Linked DNA regions of Zea mays: region 2 is linked to region 1. Evidence: chromatin contacts called from public Hi-C data. All regions are on one chromosome and are shown on one strand. The core of a region is the stretch at or near the end of the contact, and the rest is flanking DNA. Distances in the headings are between cores, read along the strand shown. Region 1 holds the start of LOC100285422 (transmembrane 9 superfamily protein member 4). Region 2 holds the start of LOC100272529.

Region 1 (5,114 bases), core at 995-3,494:
ATTGCATGCATAAAGAAAAAGTAAACATTAAGTGAACAAAAGGACTTACTCCAGAATACAGGCCTTTGGCACCAACATGATATCCACCTTGATAAGCAATACTGTTCTTATCTTGCCTTGTAACAGGAACAACTAGCGGGAGGTTGTCAAGGATCCTGAGATGCAATTTATATCAGCTATAGGAAATCACTGTGTCAACTGAAGTACAACACTACCCACATATGCATGGTTATTAAAACGGTAAAACGTTAAAACGTTATGAACCACCTTTTTAACGTTTAAACGTTTAAACGAACGTTGAAACGTCTTTTCAGACATTACATAAAATTTCAATTATAGAATGTGTTCATACATAAGTTAAGTACTTGAGTTCACAAAACAAAATGAAACAAATCAAGTTCAACCACACAAGTTACAACTTGTATATATGATCAGTAACCATAAACTCTTGATGACTGAAAGTCTGAAACTAGGGAGTGCGTCAATGTCTGAACTGGAAAACTGAACCTGGAACTCTTGATGATTGAAAGTCTAAAACTAGGGAGGGTGGCGCTTCACTGGCCTGGCAGCGCTGAACTGTTGGAGGATGGAGAGGGAGGAGGGGGCAGAAGAGAGGAGAGGAGAGGAGAGGAGAGGAGGGAGGCTGTCGGCACTGGACGCCTGGTAGCCCTGTGTATTTTTTGGCCTGTGAAAGACCCAATACACGTAGAACGTCCTGAACGTGCTTAGAACGTCCGAAAACGAGAAAACGACGTTTAAGCGACGTTTAAACGTGATAAACGGACGTTCTACGCGTTTTTGCTAAAACGACCGGACGTTCTAAACTCTAAGCACGTTTTGTCGTTTAAACGACGCTTAAACGACGTTTAAGCGACGTTTTAATAACAATGCACATATGTTCATAGTCCTTACATGTTCACTCGGTATTCGTCCTCTATCTTTTCCTTGAGCTCCTTGGCTTCTTTCTCAGTGATCGGTGCTCTGCAGACAATCTGACACATCTTGGGCTCTCCCATTTTGAACTATACTCCAAATAACAAGCAGAATGGAAAAAATATGTCACACACATACCCGAGGACAAAATCTCAATTAATCTGTTATGTTATATACGGAACTAACCACATAAGGAGAGTTCTCAATGCGATCGCCACGAAGTACCTCCCCAAGATTTTCGGCACTGTCGACTATGGTATCTGGCTTGCAGAACGGAAGGGAATAATATGTATACGGGAGTTGAGTCTTGATAGATGTCAACTTATTCACCTTCACTGGAAGCGGATCACCCTGTGGGCAAATTAGGAGAGAAAAATGCTATGATATTAGTAATCACAAAATGACACTACTTCGTTATAGGACATTAACACAGTGAATGCCATTCCTTTGCCATGAGTGATCCTCTACAAGATACTTTATTACATGATCTAGCACCTCATTTAGGATTTAGGAGTTGATAGTTGATACCAGCTCCAGCACCTGCCTAAGCTGCCTTGCTACGTCATTTTGAGAAGAGAGATAAAAAACGGAGAAGCAGGAGTTCCACCAAATGGGAGCTCAAGCAGAAACTACCAAAGTCTAAGCATCTACTAAACCTTCGGATCAAGGACCATCATCTGGAAGACAGATTAAAGACTATCTTATCTAGTGTATATACAAATACAAAATGGCGTGTGTTGACTTTTCCACAAAAGGCACAATCCTGATCACACCAAAATCTAGCGGTTAATTTTCAGATGAGGACAAAGATCACAACAGCAAACCACGATAGAGAGGCTAGAAAAGTGCGCGAATTGAGGTGCAACATGTGAATCCCAAGCCCAGCTATGGAACCGTCCTAACTAAACCAGATGAACGAATCTGGCACGCTGCACACCATACAAGAAACCCTCGAGCTGGATCTGTGGATACCAGCCCGGCAGCCCCTGTGCCGGCATCCCGTTGACTAGATCCAGCTCCGAACACGAACACAGTTACACAGCCACTCCAAGGGGCACCAAGGGGGGAGGGAAACCGCATGAAACGAACAAACCTTCGCGAAATCGCTCGGGGCAACGCCGGGGAGGTAGAACCCGGCGGCCGGCGCGGCGACGGCGAGCAGGACCGCGAGCGCCGCGGCCCACCGGAGCATCGCCGGCGTCCGCATCGGTGATGGGACGGAAGAATCACCGCCCGGTGGGAGGGCAAGCTCCCTAGATCTGCGTGGCGAGGGGTTGGGTGGGTGATGGGCTGATGGCTCGCAGGCTCGGCGTGGCGCGCGAAGTCAGGTGGGTAGAGGCGACGACGCGCGGCGCGCTGCGAGGAGGAAGCTTCGGGTGACGGGTGGATCTGCTAGGGTTTTTATTGATAAATGGTTTATTGACGCTTAGGTCCCTTATGAAACGTTTAATTTCTCCGACGGTGTCGGTTAGTTTGGTTCGAGTTTGACCTCGTGTGTCGTGACACGTGCGACGGAGGTGGTGCTTGTCGATACCCTGATTTGAGTATTTGACCCGCATTCCGCAACGATGGTGTTTTTTTTGCGAACACGCAACAATGGTGTTTGGCAGTACATGTACACAGTACACCGGGTCATCTGCTCTAAGTATACTTAGCATTCAAAAATTATTCTAACATAATTATGTGTATATAGCTGTATACTAACTTGGTAAGTACACATCCGTCCCAAAATATAATTTGTTTTAAACTAAACATACATTCATTAATTTTTATGATAAGATGTTTAGAGAACCGATATTTACATATCATGGTGCTAAATGTCTTGTACCAGGTGCTTTTGTTTCACTCATCTTTTCAAAAAAAAACAGGGACATGTATTGAGCACCATATGTGCCACATGGGAGAGGGCGGACGGTCCGGCTCTTTGGCCGAACGATCCGATCCGCCTGTAGGAGCAAACGGTCCACGTTAAGACTAGATCAAACGATTAAGCCTCTTTTCCATGTGTGTTTATCCATCTAAACTCGTGAATTATGTTGGAAAACATCTAGAAACGGGTCCAAACCTCCCTCTATATCAACAATCGAACCAAATCAATCTATCTTTTGTTCCTTTACTTCTGTGCCCTAGGAGTAGCAGTAATGTGACCTTCCTCATCTCATCTTCACCTCTCTTCGACTCTATGCCGTCTGGAGGCATCTTGGGTGGTCTGCCGACCCAAGATCTAGGGTCTCACCTCCCTGACAGGGTCCCTCCTGGGGGTGAGACCCAGGTGCTGTTGGCGAACGCCACCGCTACTGTGCACTCGTGGACCATCGAGGCTCCACGCGTGGACCGTCCAACTTGAGAGAGCACCCGCTCTTGCCACAAGGTCACAGACCATCCACGCCGCCGAGAGAGCATCGCCGCCAGTACATCTCTCAGTGATTGGCGCTATGTTGGCGCCAACACTTTCGTTCTTCCATAGTGAGGTGATATGACTTGGGTGGACCAACGATTTTGCCGTTCGTTTGGAAAATAGAAAATCATAACAAAGAGGCGTCTCTCGTTCATTATCATGGTACGTCTTCTTTCGAGCAAATATGTTGTGTTCTTCTGCAAAGTAACAACTTGTGAAGTGTGCTACCTCCTTGAGTTTAAATTGTTCTGCAATACACCCTCCAACTCTTGCCTTATTACCCACCATTGCTCTAAGATTCTTCAGTGCTCTTTCTATGTGAAACATCCATTTATACTGAATAGGACCACCAACCTTAGCTTCATATGGAAGATGTATAAGGAGATGTTGCATAGGATTGAAGAAAGCCAGTGGGATATTTTTTTCAATTTGCACATAAGCATTGGTGCCTCTTTCTCCAGTTGCTCCAACATATCTCTTTTGATTTCTTTAGCACGTAGCTGCCTGTAGAAATAGCTAACTTTAGCTAACGTTTTTCACATATCATGTGTAACTTACCCACAAAACATTACAAGCACGAGTCTTTCCATGATTATGTGGAAGTCATGGCTCTTCAACCCCTTAATCTTCATTGTCTTTAAATTCATAGATCCTCTAAAACAAACAACATACCCATCGGGAAATTTCATATGCTTCATCCACTTCATCACTTCTTTCCGTTGTTTAGGTTTCAGACAATAGTTAGCTTTTGGTTTGCCTCCATTTTGTCTAAGCACTTGTGTTGGACGATCACATATCATGGCTAAGTCTATGCATGCCTTGTCATTGTCTTCCGCTTTATCTAGAAATTACATGCACATATTTATGAGGGTTTGGCAAAAGTCACTCTCTTGGTGCATGACGTCGATGTTGGGCATCAGAATCAATGACTTTGCATAAGGAAGCTCCCACAAGCCACATATGTCAGTCCAGTTATGATCCCCACCATAACCTTGAAACCTTTTTCTATTCTCGTCTAGGACAAGTTTGCTAAGCTCTTCTAAAATTTCTATCCTAGTATGTCGCTTCAGCGGTCCCTTCGTGACGATGGTGCCCTTCATAAACTCCTTTCTCTGCCTTCTAAAGTGGTGATTCAAGGGGAGAAAACATCTATGGCAATCAAAGTAACATATCTTCCCACCAGCACTAAGATGAAAACAATATGTATCTTGACCACAAATAGAACATGTCAATCTTCCATCCACGCTCCACCCAGGAAAATTATCATGCACTGAAAAATCATGAACCAAGAACAGATACGCAACATGAAGATTGAATTTTTGCTTCTTGAATCAGTGATAGGCTTCCACTCCTTCCCATAGCTTCTTTAACTCTTTAGTCAATGGTAGAAGCATCACATTGAGGTGTACACCAGGATGCTCAGGCCCAGGTATAACGAGACATAGGAACATAAACTCATATTTCATGCAAATAGTAGGTGGAAGATTGAATTTCTGCTTCTTGAATCAGTCATAGGCTTCCACTCCTTCACATAGCTTCTTTAACTCTTTAGTCAATGGTAGAAGCATCACATTGGGGTGTACACTAGGATGATCAGGCCCAAGTATAACAAGACATAGGAACTTTAACTCGTATTTCATGCAAATAGTAGGTGGAAGGTTGTACGGGGTGACAAAGTCAAGCCAACAAGAGTAGGACACAATCATATTGAAAGGCGTGAAACCGTTAGTTGCCCAGTCGATATGAACATTTCTTGCACTGCTGACAAACTCTGAATCAAATG
Region 2 (5,489 bases), core at 2,118-4,617, 150 kb after region 1:
GGCTGAGAATTAGGAGTCTTGAGGATACCCCTAATTATGGTCCCCGACCATATAAACTTTGATTAGCTGGAATAATTTCGAGTGTGATCCGACACAAACGAACAAAGCCTTAAGGATTAAGGTTTAGTATAATCTCTTCCCCCTTATTCAAGTAAGGCCGTAAGGGATGCCTTTAGCAGGCCAGAACAACCAGCGACCACCCTGTCTTTAAGCTTATCGGAGCATCTAAGCTTTTTTTAAACGAGACCAAATTGACGACACGTTTATACTACTCTCTCCATGTGAAAAGGAATACCATTATAGAATAGTATCAACATAGAACAATATCATTATTTATAATATCAAATCAAATACGTATGATTAAATTTATCATACAATACAATAATGTTATATAGTATACTAAGTGATGTAATTATCATACATCGTAATTAACATCGAGTGTACGGACGTTCCATGAGAAGCTCCAACGGATCCCTCTCTACGTTAGAAGAAAGCCTCCTCTATCAAGTGAGACCTTTAATCTTTTTCTCTTTGCTGATCAGTACTTTTAACTATGAAATTAATTTTTTTCAAATTTAATTATCTGCTAACAATAAGTGTTATGGTACTATAAATCTCTACTACCTATTAAGACGGTAAGGGGTAGACTGCCTCATTCCGTCCACATTTCCATTCTCGGCTATGACGTGTCTTTCTCATTCTCCCTCCCACAAAGTCTATTCTCATTCCCACGTGCATCCCACGCCTAGCTAAAATTAAATTAAAAAAACAGGCTCCAAAGGGATTCGAACCTGCGACCTCTCAAATAAATGTGTTTGTAGTTACCACTACACCACATGTGTGTTTATGTCTATATCTATTATAGTAAAAACATATAATACATCTCTCCCGAAGCCACCTGCTACCCTTGCACAATGTGTAGTAGTATATAAGTATCACTGAGATTATTAAATTATATTTTTGGATTGAGGGAGTAGTATATAAGTCTGCATGATACTGATGGTTGCAATGTAGTAGTGAAACAACTAAATTAAAATAACAAAATTTATGTATGGCTAGGATCACAAATGGATTATGAAATATTTTTTTATAACAATATAAGACACATTTTGTATATAAGTTATCATGCTATTATATGTTCCAGTTGCAACGCACGGGTACTGACCTAGTATAACAATATTTTTTAAAATTCTAAAGACTAATGCATAAAGTTAAAGTGTATATGATAAGCTGAATAATGGTTGGAAAGAAGATAAAATAGTGGGAAGAAAGAGATATTTAAATATAAATAGAAAGTACGAAAACGAGGATTTGAGAATTGAGAGGGGAATTGTTGAATTCGGACGAAGTAAAGTATCTCTGTGTACTTCAGTTTTCTAGAATGAACGCAAGAAAGTTGAAGTTCGATTTTTTTCTTGCCTCGCAGTGCGGTCGCTACTACTCGCTCGTGCTTGCCTACCGGCATCACACAATGGGACGCACCCGCAGCAGTTGCCACCAGCCCACCACCGCGTCGCCTCGCCTCGCCTGACCTGACCACCCCCAAAACTGAAGTGGATCTCGGCCAGCCAGCGAGCCGCCCACCTCCTGCGACCGGAACCGGACCGCCCCCTGCGACTGCGAATATCCACCCGCCGCCCGGTCGCCTCCGCAAGCACAGGCAGCACACCGCATCGCTGCCCTCCCTCCATCCCTCCCCCAGAAACCCAACCGGCCAGCCCAACCCCTCCGCTTCCAGATCCCTCCACCACCTGCCGCCCAGATCCCGATCCGTCGGCCCGCCGCCGCCCGCGGCCATGGCGGCCGATCCCCTACTCTCGCTCCTCGCGGGCGCGTTGCTAGTCGCGGCGCTCGCCCCGGCGGCGGCGGCACCGTCGTGCCCGCACACCAATCTGACGGCCAACTTCTCCGCCGACTTCACCATGCTGCAGCACCAGCTCCGCGGGACGGTGCGCCTGGCCGCCGAAGGCAAGTGCGCGCTCGAGCTCACCCGCTTCGACCTCCTCGCCGCCTCCCCCTCCGCGCGCTTCTGGGCCTCCGACGGCCCCACCATGTCCGACCTCGCCGCCGGTCGCGCGTTCTCGCCGCTCCCGCTCAACAAAACCTTCCAGAACGCCTCCCTCGAGCTCCCCTTCGCTCGACCGCTCCCGCGCCTCCTCGCGCTCTACGACCCCGACACCTTCTCGGACTTCGGGCACGTCTTCCTCCCCAACGGCACAGATCCCGGCCTCGATGCCGCCGCCGAGCCGGCGCCCACCATGTTCGACAACTGCATCCCTCTCTCGGAGGCGGAGACCTACCGCCTCCGCTGGACGCTCAATGCCTCCGCCGGCACCGTCGAGATCGGCCTTGAGGCTGCCGTGGGCTCCGAGTACTACATGGCATTCGGGTGGGCGGACCCCAAGGCCAACTCACCCGCAATGATCCACGCCGATGTGGTTGTCGCCGGCTTCACAGAGGAAGGTACTCCATTTGCCGAGGACTACTACATAAGTGACTACACTGAGTGCAAGCTTGGGAAGGAGGACTCTCCAGTGTCTGGGGTTTGCCCAGATAAGGTCTATGAGGGCGGGAGCAACGATTCAATCCTGGTGTATGGGCACCGCCAGGATGGAGTGTCCTTTGTCAGGTATGCGAGGAAGCTTGATGCTGAGGATGCCAAGTATGATGTGCCAGTGGGTGCCACGGAGGAGATGGTGGTGCTTTGGGCCATTGGTAGGTTGCGGCCACCAGACACAATGCGCCCACACTACCTCCCACAGAACCATGGGGGGCCAAGGGACACGACCTTTGGGTTTGCCCGGTTGAATTTGTCGGAGACGGTGGACAATTGCCTTGGACCGTTGGATGCGGATAATAAGGAGGATCAGGAGAGGATCATTGCAGATCGCAAGACACCACTTGTGGTGACATCTGCTCCAGCCGTGCGCTACCCGAACCCACCAAACCCTGACAAGGTGCTTTACATCAACAAGAAGGAGGCGCCGCTGCTTAAGGTCGAGAGAGGTGTTCCAGTTAAGTTCTCGGTGCAGGCTGGGCATGACATGGCACTCTATATCACTTCAGATCCCATTGGTGGTAATGCTACACTGAGGAATAAAACAGAGGTCATATATGCTGGCGGGCCTGATGCCCATGGTGTACTAGCTACCCCAAAAGAGCTTGTTTGGCTGCCTGATCGGAACACGCCTGACCTAGTCTATTATCAGTCACTGTATGAACAGAAGATGGGATGGAAGGTTCAAGTGGTTGATGGAGGCCTTAGCGACATGTACAATAACAGTGTTGTTTTGGATGATCAACAGGTTACGTTGTTTTGGACTCTCTCCGTGGATTATAAATCTATATCTATAGCAGCTCGAGGTGAGAAGAAAAGTGGATATCTTGCTATTGGGTTTGGGAGTGGGATGGTGAATAGCTTCACCTATGTTGCTTGGGTGGGCAATGATGGGGTTGGGCGAGTAAAAACTTATTGGATTGATGGAAAGAGTGCAACAGGCATTCACCCAACATCTGAGAACATCACTTTTGTTCGGTGTAAGTCAGAAAATGGCATTATTACATTTGAATTTACTCGCCCTCTTAACCCTTCTTGTACCGGAAAAGTAGAATGCAAGAACATCATCGATCCAACTACACCACTTAAGGTTGTCTGGGCCATGGGTGCAAGCTGGTCGGGAGATGATCTGACAGACAGTAACATGCATTCAGTCACAAGCAGTCGGCCTATACGTGTTTTGTTGTTGAGAGGTTCAGCTGAGGCAGAACAGGATTTGCGTCCTGTCCTGGCTGTTCATGGGTTTATGATGTTTGTTGCCTGGGGAATCTTGCTTCCTGGTGGAATAATGGCTGCCCGGTATTTGAAGAGCTTAAAAGGAGATGGGTGGTTCCAAATACATGTCTATCTGCAGTATTCAGGAATTGCTATAATGTTTCTTGGCGTCCTTTTCGCTGCGGCTGAGCTCCGTGGCTTCTTTGTCAGCTCAGTGCATGTTAAGTTTGGTGTGCTGGCCCTGTTATTGGCAGTTCTGCAGCCACTAAATGCCAAATTTCGTCCCAGTAAGCCAGCTAATGGTGAGGTTCCATCTCACAATCGAATCATGTGGGAGTACCTGCATGTTATCACAGGGAGGTCGGCAGTTATTGTAGGAATCGTGGCGCTTTTCACAGGAATGAAGCATTTAGGCCATAGGTATGACAGTGAGAATGTAGAGGAGCTCACTTGGGCCTTAATGCTGTGGGTGCTTTCAGTTATCGTTGTTGTGCTGTGCTTGGAATATAAGGAAGTCAAAAGAAGGATCGGTGACAGAAGTGCCAGAGGGCACTGGGTATTAGGCAACACCGAGGAGGAGGATTCAGTTGATCTTTTGCATCCTGATGGTGCAGCCAGGAATTCAGAATCTAGCGCTACTGGTGTAATGGAGGTGCAGCTTGAACCTCTCACTAGATGATGTAGATCAATCTGTCAGATACAAATACACCTGAATACCTGATCCATATCTTATATGGATGATAGGTCAGCCGGCATGGATTTTCTGGTTCAGAGGAAATTGATCTGGAATCCCCATGTTTGTTTTAAGCAGAATGGTTCCAGACTAGACAAGATGTTCAGATTCTGTTCTTAATTTCATGCATCACACCTTTACATTGTACAGTGTACATTTTTTTACAATAGACATGTATAATTTGTGACACTGCCCTAGCCATTCTTTTTGCTATTGATATTTATAGAGGGAAAGAATTAATTGAGGTGGTCATTGGAATTCACAGCAGCAATTTGTGTTTGGTATTTTTTTTTCAAGAGAGAATGACATGATTTCTGTATCATATCCATTGATAAGTCTTATTTGTTAACCCTAAGGAAAAAAATATGGGCATATTTGGTGGATTCCCCGTCTAGACTCTAGAACTAAGATTATCTCTAACCATATTCCCTATATCTCTCATTTAAGGCTAGTTTGGTGACAAAAGAATGGGAGGAATCCATGGAAAGGAAATCCACCAAATATATTACATATATAAATATATAAACTTAATTAGTTTTGTCTAAATTATAATTATTAAAATGGAATTGAATTCCAATGAAACAAACGGGGCTTCATGATTTAGGATAATATACAAATATATTACATATATAAATATATAAACTTAATTAGTTTTGTCTAAATTATAATTATTAAAATGGAATTGAATTACAATGAAACAAATAGGGCTTTGGGGTTTTCTCCTTATGGATTCTCTCTAATTCCCTTGTCACCAAACCATTCTTTATAGTTTGCTTTAAAAGATTTTTTTCTTTATATCTTATTTCTCTCTACCAGTATCCTCTATATTTTTCTGTTTATACGTAAATACCTATATTAGAGATATATTTTGCTCTAGATTCCGTACATACATATTTATTGTACCTTTAAATGTCTTATTATGTCTCCGTCCACATGAGTTTGTCTTAAGTCAATCACTATCAACTTTAGCCGGTTACACTAAAT

Evidence for each region. Hi-C and Micro-C count contacts between places; a contact is called where the count stands out from the background.
Region 2: a Hi-C map of ear shows a contact between it and region 1, with 3 times the contacts expected there. The contact joins the promoter of LOC100272529 here to the promoter of LOC100285422 in region 1. A contact is called at or near these places in 13 of 25 Hi-C or Micro-C datasets (bundle sheath, ear, endosperm and 4 more) and 2 of 3 datasets of contacts at active chromatin or transcription factors (leaf and seedling).

The regions. Positions count from the first base shown.
Region 1 is chr7:151,908,343-151,913,456 of Zm-B73-REFERENCE-NAM-5.0, forward strand. It overlaps LOC100285422 (transmembrane 9 superfamily protein member 4), which reads right to left and starts at 2,245. Exons shown (of 7, transcript NM_001158315.2): 1 at 2,027-2,245; 2 at 1,120-1,284; 3 at 913-1,022; 4 at 50-155. The coding sequence starts at 2,140.
Region 2 is chr7:152,062,138-152,067,626 of Zm-B73-REFERENCE-NAM-5.0, forward strand. It overlaps LOC100272529, which reads left to right and starts at 3,368. Exons shown (of 1, transcript NM_001146998.1): 1 at 3,368-4,693. The coding sequence starts at 3,408. The coding sequence ends at 4,451.